2 separate regions of the Sus scrofa genome follow, and region 1 is linked to region 2. A link is a contact called in public HiChIP or PLAC-seq data. All regions are on one chromosome and are shown on one strand. The core of a region is the stretch at or near the end of the contact, and the rest is flanking DNA. Distances in the headings are between cores, read along the strand shown.

What was found. HiChIP or PLAC-seq counts read pairs in DNA pulled down with a chosen protein or histone mark.
Region 1: a contact with region 2 is called in an H3K27ac HiChIP or PLAC-seq map of alveolar macrophages. The contact joins two enhancer-like sites. A contact is called at or near these places in 6 of 47 Hi-C or Micro-C datasets (alveolar macrophages, blood, epiblast stem cells and 3 more) and 1 of 2 datasets of contacts at active chromatin or transcription factors (alveolar macrophages).

The regions. Positions count from the first base shown.
Region 1 is chr3:22,411,184-22,418,424 of Sscrofa11.1, reverse strand. No RefSeq gene overlaps it. Among named protein-coding and RNA genes, the nearest start is that of PRKCB, 31 kb to the right of the region's middle. Within about 2 kb of position 5,149, at least 1 of the 83 cell types and tissues checked has an H3K27ac peak or open chromatin away from gene starts, as enhancers often do. A contact at or near this core is called in alveolar macrophages, where this site is marked.
Region 2 is chr3:22,194,924-22,201,852 of Sscrofa11.1, reverse strand. All of the region lies in intron 3 of PRKCB (protein kinase C beta type), which reads left to right. Among named protein-coding and RNA genes, the nearest start is that of PRKCB, 190 kb to the left of the region's middle. Within about 2 kb of position 1,627, at least 10 of the 83 cell types and tissues checked have an H3K27ac peak or open chromatin away from gene starts, as enhancers often do. A contact at or near this core is called in alveolar macrophages, where this site is marked.

The DNA.
Region 1 (7,241 bases), core at 3,900-6,399, 210 kb before region 2:
CCAACGTGAGAAAGGTTGTCATATGGCAGAGGGAATAGATTTATTCTAGGAGTGAGGCATAATATATGGAAGTTGGAGGGAGCCGGATTTAGCTCAACACAAGGAGAAACTCCCAACCCTGGAGCCTGCCTTCTGTCTTCCAGAGGATCCAGATTCCTGGGGCTCCATGCATGCATGGCATGGTTTCCAAACTAAGAAGATGCAAAGGCTGTAACACCAACAGATTTGTTGTGGTGGTGGTGGTTTGTTCTTAGGGCCTCGCCCGGGGCATATGGACATTCCCAGGCTAGGGGTTGAATCAGAGCTGCAGCTGCCGGGCTACACCACAGCCACAGCAACGCCAGATCTGAGCCAGGGACCGAATCCTCATCCTCAAGGATACTAGTCGGGTCTGTTTCCACTCAACCCCAGTGGGAACTCCGACATCAAAGAATTTTAACTTGTCTCCTTCCCTCCTTCCCTCTGTTCATCCCACCAAGTTCCTGAGCATCCCTGACACGTAGAAAGGCTTTCCTTACAGAGAACTGGAAACCCCTTGGTAACTCCCATGTTTTGTTCCCAGCCTCTTCCTTGAGAAAGAAATAGAAGTTTCCAGGAGTTCCCGTCTTGGTGCAGTAGTTAACGAATCTGACTAGGAACCATGAGGTTGCGGGTTTGATCCCCGGCCACGCTCAGTGGGTTAAGGATCTGACGTTGCCGTGAGTTGTGGTGTAAGTCGCAGACACGGCTCGCATCCTGCGTTGCTGTGGCTGTGGCTGTGGCAGGCAGCTACAGCTCTGATTTGACCCCTAGCCTGGGAACCTCCATATGCCGTGGGAGCGGCCCTAGAAAAGGCAAAAAGACAAAAAAAAAAAAAAAAAAAAAGTAGGAAATAGAAGTTTCCAGGGTTGCTTTCTTCTGTCAGAGTCCTTGAAATGTGGCTCATGAGATGGAGCAAGGTTGTGGTAACTATCTCCATCTCATAAGAGCAAGAGTCAATGAGTGCATCGTTTGGGGTACTTTTGCTGTAAACAGCAGACATGGACTCTGGCTAACCTTAGCAAAAAAAAAAAAAAAAAAAAAAAAAAATTAATTAGGTTCTTAAATAGCTGAAGGTAAAACTAAAGGTCAGTCTTTGAGGCCAGGAATGAAGGAGGTTCTAAGAATCTAGGAAGGCAGAACAGAGGTACCTGTGTTGTGTTTCTCTCTTATCTGTCTATCATCTACCTACCTCTACGTTCGTTCTATCTATCTATCTGTCTGTCTGTCTGTCTGTTTGTCTATCTCTCTCATCTAATCTATCTAGCTATCATTTATCATCTATCTATCATCTATCTCTGTGTATTACCTATCATTTATCTCTCTATGTATCTATGTATCTATCTATCTAATCTATCATCTACCTGTCTATCTGTATTATCTGTCTGTCTTTATGTGTTAACTGTCTATCTACCATCTAATCTATCTAGCTATTATTTATCATCTATCTATCATCTATCTCCATGTATCTATGTATCTATCTAATCTATCATCTATCTACCTGTCTCTATGTATTATCTATCTAATCTAATCTATGTAGCTATCATTTATCATCTATCATCTATCTCTATGTATTATCTCTCATCTATCTATCTCCATGGATCTATGTATCTATCTAATCTATCACCTACCTATCTCTATGTTCTATCTATCTATCTATCTATCTATCATCTGTCTAACTTCTGTCTATCTACCTACTTACCTGCCTGTCTAGCTGAAGCCCGCACTCATACACACCATGTTTTAGGATCTTCTTCACAGGTAGCCAGCTCTAAACTTCGCCTTGAAACCTGGCTCTCTATGGAGGTAATTTCTTCTTCCCGTCTCCATTACCGTCCTGAGCAATTTTAGTGTCCTTCCTGATGCCTTTCCCAACTCCCTGTATGACCATTCTTTGATCTTCTCAACCCACATTCTTTGCCTCTATACCCTCGAGGCTATGCCCGGGACTTGGGCATCCATCACAACAGCTCTATTTGAAAGACGGTGAAAGGGACACTTCTACCTACTGATCCCAGCGTCTCCTCCTTCCACCTCTTCCACAGCTCTGTTCCCACTGAACCTACATTTCAATCTCATTTAGTCTACTGTTCCCAGAGTTCCCGTCGTGGTTCAGTGGTTAACGAATCTGACTAGGAACCATGAGGTTGCGGGTTCGATCCCTTACCTTGCTCAGTGGGTTAGGGATCTGGCTTTGCCGTGAGCTGTGGTGTAGGTCACAGATGCAGCTCAGATCCCATGTTGCTGTGGCTCTGGCGTAGGCCGGTGGCTGCAGCTCTGATTCCACCCCTAGCCTGGGAACTGCCATATGGCGCGGGAACGGCCCTGGAAATGGCAAAAAGACAAAAAAACAAAAACAAAAACAAAGTCCACTGTTCCCTCAACCCCTCTTTTTTCTTTTTTTCATAATTATTATTGTTTTAAAATTAAAGTGTGGTTGATTTACAATGTTACGCCAATTTCTGCTGTCTAGCAAATTGACTCAGTCACACAGAAACATACCTTTAAAAAATAATATTCTCTTCCATCATGGTCTATCCCCAGAGATTGGATATAGCACCTTCTGCGATAGAGTAAGACCTTATTGTCCATACATTCCTTTTTTTTTTTTTTTTTTGTCTTTTGTCTTTCTAGGGCCACACCCGAGACATAGGGAGGTTCCCAGGCTAGGGGTCAAATCGGAGCTGCAGCTGCCGGTCTATACCACAGCCATAGCCATGCCAGATCTGAGCCGTTTCTGCAACCTACACCACAGCTCATAGCAATGCCGGATCCTTAACCCACGGAACAAGGCCAGGGATCGAACCTGCCTCCTCATGGATGCTAGTCAGGTTCGTGTCCACTGAGCCATGACAGGAACTCTGGTCCATCCATTCTGACTGTAATAGTTTGCATTTATGAAGCTCACCCCCCCAACCCCTACCCTCCCCCTTCCCCCTTGGCAACCACAAGTCTGTTCTCCATATGCCCTCTTGGCTTCGCCTTTTTGCCCATCTGGGCTATTGCGGTCAGGCAAATGAACACCTCTCAAGCCAATAATCCTGATTCTTCTATACTTCTGCCTTTCTGGTCTTCCATGTTTCTCCATTCCCATCCCCAGGCTTTTCAGCCTGCCTGGAGAGAAAGCATAGCATCATACTCTCTGGCTTCACGAAAAATTCTTAAGTTCCATCTGTTGTGACTAAATGGATATGCCTACTTGGCTGGGTTCCAGGGCTCCCAGCTCTTTTGTCAAGCATCACGCTGGACGAGTCTGGGAGGTGGTGTTTGGATGATATTGACCTTTGAATTCGTAGACAGAGTAAAGCAGATTGCCCTCCCTTCTGAGTGTGCCTCTCCTCTCATCAGTTGACAATCTGACTAGGACCACAAGGCTGATTCAAGAATTTCCATCATGGCTCGGCAGAAAGGAATCTGACTAGCATCCATGAGGACTCAGGTTCGATCCCTGGCCTTGCTCAGTGGGTTAAGGATTTGGCCTTGCCGTGAACTGTGGTGTAGGTCACGGATGCAGCTCGGATGTGGTGTGGCTGTGGCGGTGGTATAGGCCAGCAGCTACAGCTCCAATTCTGTCCCTAACCTGGGAACTACCATATTTAGGTGGGGGCCCTAAAAAGACAAAAACGAACAAACAAAAAACCCAAGGCTGATTGGACTTTTCCTACCTTCGGACTTGGGGTAGCCTTTTCTTGGGGGTAGATCCCTTGGACTAGAATTTATTTATTTATTTTTTTTGTCTTTTGTCTTTTTAGGGCTGCCCTCACGGCATATGGAGGTTCCCAGGCTAGGGGTCTAATAGGAGCTGCAGCTGCCAGCCTACACCACAGCCACAGCAATGCCAAATCCTTAACCCACTGAGCGAGGCCAGGAATCGAACCCGCAACCTCATGGTTCCTTGTCGGATTTGTTAACCACTGCTCCACGATAGGAACTCCTGGACTAGAATTTATATCCTCAGTTCTCCTAGTTCTCAGACATTCAAACTCAGACTAGGGCTGCCCCCTAGGCTCTGCTGGGTCTCCCACTTGCCTTCACCCTTGCAAAATTTGGGACTTTGCATCTTCCATAATCACATGAGCCAATTCCCTGTAATAAATCTCTCTCTAGATGTGTACTTCCTGGGAGCTCTTTTTCCCTGGAGAATGCTAATACAGCATCCTTAGCTTGATCTTTATGCTGGTTCTTTGATGCACACTTTGCTCTCTTTCCATGTCACAAGGCTTTACCGCTTTCCTCAAGCCCCTACCTGAATGCATCTCTCTATTCCCAGATGAGAAATTTACTTCCAGAGAGAGGCCAGGGATCGAACCCGCATCCTCATGGATCCTAGTTGTGTGCATTACCGCCCAGCCACGATGGGAACTCTGATTTTCAATATGTTTTTAGGAGTTCCCTTTATGGCTCAGCGGTAACGAATCCAACTAGTATCCACAAGGATGCAGGTTCAATTCCTGGCCTCGTTCAGTGAGTTAAGGATCTGGTGTTGCTGTGAGCTGTGGTGGAGGTCGCAGATGTGGCTTGGATCCTGTGTTGCTGTGGCTGTTGCGATGTGGGCCAGCAGCTAGAGCTCTGATTTGATTCCTAGCCTGGGAACTTCCATAGGCTGCAGGCTTGCCCTAAAAAGACAGAAGAAAGGAAAACAAAAAGGAAAATTAAATATGTTTTTATTATGAGGTCATTTTTTTCTTGTCTTTTTTTTTTTTTTTTTTTTTGTCTTTTCTAGGGCTGCACCTGCAGCATATGGAGGTTCCCAGGCTAGGGGTCTAATCAGAGCTACAGCTGCTGGCCTACACCACAGCTCATGGCAACGCTGGATCCTTAACCCACTGAGCAAGGCCAGGGATCGAACCTGCAACCTCATGGTTCCTAGTCGGATTCATTAACCCCTAAGCCATGACGGGAACTGCTGTTTTGAGGTAATTGTAGATGGGCATGCAGCGATAAGAAATAATATAGCAAGATCCCATATGCCTTCACTCAGTTTTCTTCAATGGAAACACCTGTAGTAACAGTAGAACAATATCATGTGTAAGCAACTGGCCTATTCAGATGTCCCCAGTGTGACATGCATTTGTGTGTGGGGAGGTGGAGGGGTGGTTTAGGGTCATGTGATTTATCACATATTTCAGTTTTTTGGCCAGCCCCACAGTCAACATAAAAGCACAATTTCATCACTACCAAAATCCCTCGTTCTATCGTTCTACGGCCACAACCATTTCACTTCCTCCTTTTCCTTTGCCCCTGAAAACTGCTGATCTGTTTGCCATTTCTACAAGTTTGCCAGTTCAAGATGTTGTATGAATGGAAAGAGAGTCTGTCGTCTTTGGGATGGGATTTTTTTTTTTCCCTCAGAATAATTTTCCTGAGATCCATTCAAGTTGTTGTATATATCCATCTTTCATCATTATTATTTTTCATTACTTAGTAGTATTCCTATTCCATGATATGGATGTACTGTAGTCTACCCACTTGGCCACATTTGGTCATTTCCAGTCTCAGCTGTTATAAAGGAGCTTACTCTGAGTACCTGTGTACAGGTTTTTGTGTGAACTCAACTTTTTATTTATCCTGGAGTGCATTGTGGTTGAGAATTCACATGGCAAATTTCTATTTCCTTTCTCTTTTTTCCTTTCTTTCTGCCTGTCTGTCTCTCTCTCTTCCTTCCTTCTTCTTCTTCTTTTTTTTTTTTTTTTTTTTTGGTCTTTTTAGGGCCAAACCCAAACCCAGGCTAGGGGGTCTAATCAGAGCTTAACTGCCGGCCTACGCCACAGCCACAGTAACGCAGGACCTGGGCTGTGTATGTGACCTACACCGCAGCTCACGGCAACGCTAGCTTCTTAATCCACAGATTGAGGCCAAGGATGGAACCTGCCTCCTCATGGATACTAGTTGGCTTTGTTACTGCTGGGCCATGACTGGAACTCCACAAATACCTATTTGCTTTTGTCTGCCTATCTTTCTGTCTGTCTGTCTTTCTATCTATCTATCTATCTATCATCTAATCTATCTCTGTCTCTATATTTTATTGCTTTGTTTTTTGTTTTTGTCTTTTTAGGGCCATACGCATGGCATACGGAAGTTTCCAGGCCAGGGGTAGAATCAGAGTTATAGCTACCGGCCTACACCACAGTCAGAGCAATGTCAGATCCCCAACCCACTGAGCAAGATCAGGGATCAAACCCGAGTCCTCATGGATACTAGTTGGGTTTTTAACTGCTGAGCCATGACGGGAACTCCTCTATATTTTATTGTGGTTAAAAAAATGGGAGTTCTTGTCGTGGCGCAGCAGAAATGAATCCAACTAGGTTTTGGGTTCGATCCCTGGCCTCACTCAGTGGGTTAAGGATCTGGCATTGCTGTGAGCTGTGGTGTAGATCGCAGATGTGGCTCGAATCTGTTGCTGTCGCTGTGGTGTAGGCTGGCAGCCACAGCTCCGATTGGACCCCTAGCCTGGCAACCTCCATACACCTCGGCTGTGGCCCTAAAAGAGACAATAAAATAAAATGGTACATAAAACTTACTCTCTTAATGATTTTTCCCCCCTTTTGTCTGCTCCTGAGGCATAGGGAAGTTCCCTGGCCAGGGATCAAACCCATGCCACAGTAGTGACAATACCAGATCCTTAACCTGCTGGACTACCAGGGAACTCCCATCCTACCCATTTTAAAGTGAGCAGTTCAGTTGTGCTAAGTATATTCACATTTTTCATGTGGCAGATCCCCAGAAGTTTTTCATCTTCAAATCCAAAACCATAGCCCTTAAACAACAACTCCACTTTCTCTCTCCATCCAGCTCCTGGGAACTACAATCTACTTTCTATTTCTATGGCTTTAACTACTTCTGAGTACCTCATATGACTGTAGTATTTGTCTTTTGCTGATTGGCTTATCTTTTTTTTTTTGTCTTTTTGCCTTTGCTAGGGCCACTCCCATGGCATATGGAGGTTCCCAGGCTAGGGGTCGAATTGGAGCTGTAGCCCCCGGCCTACGCCAGAGCCACAGCAACGTGGGATCCGAGCCGCGTCTGCAGCCTACACCACAGCTCACAGCAATGCCAGATCCTTCACCCACTGAGCGCAGCCAGGGATTGAACCCGCAACCTCATGATTCCTAGTCGGATTCGTTAACCACTGAGCCACGATGGGAACTGCAGACTGGTTTATCTTACTTACCATTATGCCCTCAAGATTCATCCATGTCGTAGCAGGTGTAAGACGTTCCTTT
Region 2 (6,929 bases), core at 378-2,877:
CAAGCATCACCTCCTCAGGGAAGCCCTCCCTGACCTCTCTGACCAGGTCCAGTTCCCCTATTTTGCACTCTTAGAGCCCTGCATACCTCTCCTTGCTGTCACACATCAGAGGGGTCACTTAACATTTATTTATGTGGCAACAGAAAGCCTAGATTCTGGGTCCACGTTACTAGCTGTGTGACCTTAAGCAAGTCACTTAACTTCTCTGTGCCTCAGTTTTCTCCCCTATAAAATGGGGATAATAAAGAAGTTCCCATCATGGCACAGCAGAAACGAATCCGCCTAGGAACCATGAGGTTGCGGGTTCAATCTCTTGCCTTGATCAGTGAGTTAAGAATCTGGCATTGCTGTGAGTTGTGGTGTAGGTCGCAGATGTGGCTCGGATCTGATGCTGCTGTGGTGTAGGCTGGCAGCGGTAGCTCCGATGGGACTCCTAGCCTGGGAACCTCCATATGCCGCGGGTAGGGCCTTAAAAAGCCAAAAAAAAAAGGGGGGGGGATAATAAATCTATGGTACACGGTCAGTGAGGGTCAAATGAGATACTTACATGTAAAGTTCTTAGAACAGTGCCTGGCATATGTTAGCTGTTGCTATAATAATAGCTGTTACTATAATAATAATATATATTATAATTATTATTGTTATCCCCACTGGAATCTAGAAATCCCTGAAGGTGGGGTCGGTGCTGTTGGATGAGTCCCCACCTGTGACAGTGCTTGGCACATGAGAGCTCTTCATAACTGCTGAGCAGAGGGGTATCCCAGTGCTGTTCTTGGTGACAGGGTGGCAGGTCAGCATGCACAGGACTTGACTTCCTCAGTTAGGTTCCTTGTCTCTAGGGACCTAATGGTTTAGGATGCTTGTTTCTGGGGCTGAGCGTTAGGAGTATTAGGATCAGAAGCTACCCTGGCCTGTGGTGCCTGGAGTCCCAGGTGCCAATGGTGGCTGGGTAGGCATTCGCTTCCGCAGCGCCCTGCATGTCCTTCTCCACGAGGGCTTCTCTGCTCTTCTGAAATGCAGGCTTGGGTGTGCTGAGGGCTTCTGTGGCAGAGGAGGCACAGTGCTCAGCCCAGAAATCAAGTTGACAGTGGCTCAGTGGTTAAGGAACTCGACTAGTACCCATGAGGATGCGGGTTCGATCCCTGGTCTCAGCGCTCAGTATGTTCAGGATCCGGTGTTGCCGTGAGCTGTAGTGTAGGTTGCAGATGCGGCTCGGATCCCGCGTGGCTGTGGCTGTGGCTGTGGCTGGCAGCTGTAGCTCTGATTCAACCCTTAGCCTGGGAACTTCCATGTACTGCAGGGGGGCCCTAAAAAGCAAAAAAAAAAAAAAAAGAAAAAGAAAAAAAAGAAAGAAAGAAATCGAGCTGACAGTGTCTTTGCAAGTTGAGTCACCCCCGGTCCTGCTCCTGCTTTGGGGTGACCCACACTCAGCAGGCACATAGAGAAGGGGGGATTGCACCTCCCCGATGGCTGAGAGTGCCCCCACTGGGGGTGGGGTGGGGAAGATGGGTGTGCATATTTTGTGGCTGATGCAGGGTTTATTTATAACGCAAGGGTGTGATCTGTTGCAGTGGGTCTGTTCCCTGAAAGAAAGCTGTTCAGACTGAGCAGTGAATTCACAGGGCGGCCTGCACAGGAAGAGGCGGGGCCGAGCTGCAAACTGCCTGGATGGCAGAGGGTGTTGGAACTTGAAGGCCCCTGGGGAAAACCCAGCTTCACCCTCTCGTTTTCTAAAGGGGGAACTAAGACCAGAGCATGAAAGTGACTTGCCCAAGATCATTTTTTATTTTACGCTAACATTTTTTTTTTAAATTTTTTTGGCTTTTGTCTTTTTGAAGTCTGCACCTGAGGCATATGGAGGTTCCCAGGCTAGGGGTCTAATTGGAGCTGTAGCTGCCAGCCTACATACACTACAGCCACACAATGCAGGATCCAAGCCACTTCTGCGACCTACAGCACAGCTCACGGCAACGGCGGATCCTTAACCCACTGAGCGAGGCCAGGGATCGAACCCGCAACGTCATGGTTCCTAGTCAGATTTGTTAACACTGTGCCATGATGAGAACTCCCGTCTGCTAACATTCTTTTAAATAATTAATTAATTAAAATGGAAGTATAGTTGATTTATAATGTTGTCAGCTTCAGGTGTATAGCACAGTGATGGAGTTATATATAATTTTATTTTTAAAAAACTTTTATAAAAATAATTTTTTTTTGTTGTGGCCATGGCATGGGGAAGTTCCCAAGCCTGGGATTGAATCCACGCCACAGCAGTGACAAAATGCCAGATCCTAAACCATTAGGCTCTGTGTGTGTGTGTGTGTGTGTGTGTGTGTGTGTGTGTGTGTGTGTTGTTTTGCCATTTCTAGGGCCACTCCCGCGGCATATGGAGGCCAGGGGTCCAATCGGAGCTGTAGCCACAGGCCTGCACCACAGCCACAGCAACGCCAGATCCGAGCTGCATCTGCGACCTACACCACAGCTCACGACAACGCTAGATCCTTAACCCACTGAGCAAGGCCAGGGATCGAACCCAAAACCTCATGGTTCCTAGTCGGATTCATTAACCACTGAGCCATGATGGAAACTCCTATTTTTTTTTTTTTTTTTAAGCTAGCTTTGATCAAATGCATACTACCTGCCAGGCATTGCACTAGCACAATATAATCGTGTTTTCATAAATCCTCACAAACCAAGACAGCAGGAATATTTATTTATTTATTGTTTTCCCCACCCACTTACAGAGTGTTTACTCAGTGCCAGGCACCCTTCTGAGCTCTTGACAAATAGTAACTCATTACATTCTTAGAATCCTAGGAGGATTTAGTGCTATTATTACTCTTCCCACTTTTAAAATGAGGGGTGGGAAGCACAAAGAGGTTTCCCCCCAAGTTGTACAGGAAGCCGTTGAGTTTGGGACTCAGTCCAGGCATGCTGGCCTTGTAGAGTGTGCCACCCTGCTGTAGGGTCTCCCCAGTTGACAGGTGAGAGAATCGAGGCTCATATAGTTTAAGGATCTTGCTCAAGGCTGCACGGGAAGTAGCGGGAAGTAACAGAGCTGGGACTGAATGTGGACCATTTACCTTTATTTCATTTTATTTTATTTTTTGTCTTTTTGCCTTTTTATAGGGCTGCTTCCCGTGGCATATGGAGGTTCCCAGGCTAGGGGTCCAATCGGAGCTGTAACCACCGGGCTGTGCCAGAGCCACAGCAATGCAGGATCTGAGCCGCGTCTGTGACTTACACCAGAGCTCACGGCAATGCCGGATCCTTAACCTACTGAGCAAGGCCAGGGATTGAACCCGCAACCTCATGGTTCCTAGTCGGATTTGTTAACCACCGCATCACAAAGGAACTCCCCATTTACCTTTGGAATCTGATTCACTAGCTCTCTACTCAATCCCCTCTCATGGGGCTGGGGTCTCACTGCTGAGGGGTCCTAGCTGGTGAGGCAGTGCTTGGGAGGCAGGCAGGTGGCAGTGGGGTGGCATCCCCTGAGTCTGCCTGGGATGAAGCAGGATGCCATGCAGCTAAATAGTTCCACCAGGGGTGTACAGAGCCCCAGCCAGATGCTCGTGGTCCATGTTATAACCCCCATCCTTCAGCTCTTAGCTCAGACTCCGCTTCTTCAGGGAAGCCTCCCAGACCTGACAGCAGAATCCCTCACTATAAACTCTCTAAGTAGCGTGAGCTTTTCCTCGACAGCAGTTGGCAGGGTACATCTGTGGAGTTCCCATCGTGGCTCAGCAGAAACAAATCTGAGTAGTATCCATGAGAACGCAGGTTCAGTCCCTCAGTGGGTTAGGGATCTGGCATTGCCACAAGCTATGGTGTAGGTCGAATATGCAGCTTGGATCCCACGTGGCTGTGACTGTGGCGTAGGCCAGCAGCTGTAGCTCCCTTTGGACCCCTAGCCTGGGAACCTCCATATGCCGTGGGTGTGGCCCTAAAAAGACAAAAAAAAAAAAAAAAAGAAAAGAAGAAAGTGTATGTTTGCGTTTCTCTATGGTCTTCTCCCTGCTAGGCTGGGAGCCCATGAGGACAGAACCTGTGTTTTATTTTTCTCACCCAGCACCTGACACATGGAAGGCACTTAACTAATATTTGGTGAATAAGTGGATAAATCAATTAGTTGCTGGGAGTTCTCTTGTGGCACAAGGGGTTAAGGATCCAGTGTTGTCACTGCAGCAGCTTGGATTGCTGTTTCTGCTGCAGGTTGGATCCCTGGCCTGGGAACTTCTGCATGCTGTGGGCATGGCCAAAAATAAATAAATTAATTAAAATTAATGAATGAATTCCTTTTTTTTTTTTTTTTTGCTTTTTAGGGCCACACCTGCGGTATATGGAAGTTCCCAAGCTAGGAGTCGCATTGGAGCTGCAGCTGCCAGCCTAGGCCACAGCCACAGCAATGCAGGATCCAAGCCACCTCTGTGACCTACACCACAGCTCGCAGCAACCCTGGATCCTTAACCTAGTGAGTGAAGCCAGGGATCAAACCCACATCATCTTGGATACTGATTGAGTTCATAACTGCTGAGCTGTAACGGGAACTCCTGCTTATTGTTTTTGTGGAGGAAACTGGTGCCAGAAATCAAGACTGACATTCAAGGAGTTCCCATCGTGGCTCAGTGGTTAACGAATCCAACTAGGAACCATGAGATTGCGTGTTCGATCCCTGGCCTTGCTCAGTGGGTTAAGGATCTGGTGTTGCCATGAGCTGTGGTGTAGGTCACAGATGTGGCTCGGATCCCAAATTGCTGTGGCTCTGGCATAGGCTGGGGGCTACAGCTCCGATTAGACCCCTAGCCTGGGAGCCTCCATATGCCACAGGAGCGGCCCTAGAAAAGGCAAAAGGACAAAAAAAAAAAAAAAAAAAAAAAAAAAAAAGACCGACGTTCAAGAGGTGGGAACAGAAATGGGGTCTATGGGGAAAAGTTACCGCTGGGTAGAAAGAGGGATGCCCTAGTCAGCAGTAATTCATAATGAATGACAAATAGCTGGTGTTTATTAAGTGCCTGCTCTGTGTCAGGCAACTGTGGAAGTTTTAAGTAATTTACTCCCCATAACTATCCCAGGAAATAAATACCATTACTGTCCCTGATTAACAGAGGAAGAAACCAGAGTATGGAAAGCTTGGCCAAGCAACACAGCTCGTAAGTGGTGAAGCTGGCTTCGATCCAGGCAACCCGATTTGGAGCCTCACCTTTTAAATGCCCTACTAAACCTCCTCTTCATGGGAACTGTACTCTATATGAGGTTGAGGGTTCCTGACTTAACCTCACCTGCTGGAAAGGATGCGGCTTCTCATCCCCTACCAACTCAGGCACCACACCTGAGCTGAATCTGCAGGTGCCATGCCTGATGCCTTGAAAGCCATGTAGAGCAGGAGCTGGCCTGTCCACCCCCACAGCCTTCATGAAGAGGGAAGATGCAACCAAAAGACATAGAGTGGTAGAGTGGATTAAAAAAATAAATCAATAAAAAAGAAAAAAAGAAAAACAACCAAGAGCCAATAATATGCTGCTTACAAGAGAGCCACCTTAGAGCCAAGGACACACGTGCATTGAAAGAGAGGGGATGGGAAAAAGGTATTTCAGGCAATGGAAATGACAAGAAAGCGGGAGTCACACTACTCATGTCAGACAAAATAGGCTGAAACAAAGGCCATAAAGAAAGATAAGGAAGGATGCTATTTAATTATAAAAGGATCAATTCAAGAAGAGGCTCTTATACCCATCCATATATATGCCCCTCATATAGGAGGACCCAAATACATAAAACAAAGACTAATAGAGGAAGGAAAATGGCTCCTGTTTGCTGGAAGAATGACAATGCCCACTTTTACCTGGGGTGGGTCTGTCCTTCTCCCTGAACCTCGGTGAATGGACACAGCCATTATTTCCTGTGATCTCCCTCAGTATACCAGTTGTTTGGTTGTAATAATTGGAGTTGAGATCTGGCAGGAGTTATAAACTCAAATGCCTGCAGGGACCAGCCAGGTGCAGGTGGGTTGGGTGGGGACCGTGGTGATTTGCAGAGTGTAGCCCCACAGGAAGGGCGTGGTCAGAAGTTGGGTCCCGCCCAGGGTTGCCATCCAGAGAGCTGGCCCAGTGTCACCAGTTCTGAGCTCTTCACCAATGTGCTCTGCACATCTGGGGGATACAGGCCCCCCCATAAAACTGGGGCTCCTCACTGATGTGAGTCCCAGCCAGAGGCCTGGAAATGCTTCTTTGCAAGAGATTTGCATGTATGCCCAGGAGGATGGTATTACCAGGTTAAGAATCGCTGACTTAGCTAATGTATTGAAATCACTTGTCAAATCACATATAAATCCTGGAAAGGAGAAGCCTGGCTTAACACGAGGGACAATGCAGAAAAGGGGGAGTTTCTGTGGTGGCTCAGCCAGTGAAGAACTCGACATGGTGTCCATGAGGATGCAGGTTTGATCCCTGGTCTGGCTCAGTGCGTTAAGGGTCTGACATTGTTGCAGGTGCATAGTAGGTTGAAGATGTGTCTTGGACCCAGCATTGCTGTGGTGGCAGCATAGGCTGGCAGCTGCAGCTCTGATTTGACCCCTAGCCTGGAAACTTCCGTATGCTACAGGTGCAGCCCTAAAAAGAAAAAAAAAAAAAAGAAAAAGATTAGGGGGAAAAAAAAAGACATTTCTGCAAGCACACAAAGGGAGGCTCAAATTACATGAGAATCCCCCTCCCTCTCTTTCTCTCCCCCTGCATCAGCCTCCCCCACGCCCTTAACTGAGCTTCAGCCTCTAGGACTGTGCAGTTCCTTGTTCTAAATTCTGATTGGCTCAGTTCTTACTTCAAAAATTGCACATCACTGACCAGATCTTGGTCCATTCAGCCCTGGCTGGAAGCACCAGGTCGGATGCTCTACTGCCCACTGAGCTGATGCTGTGGGTGGGAATTTTT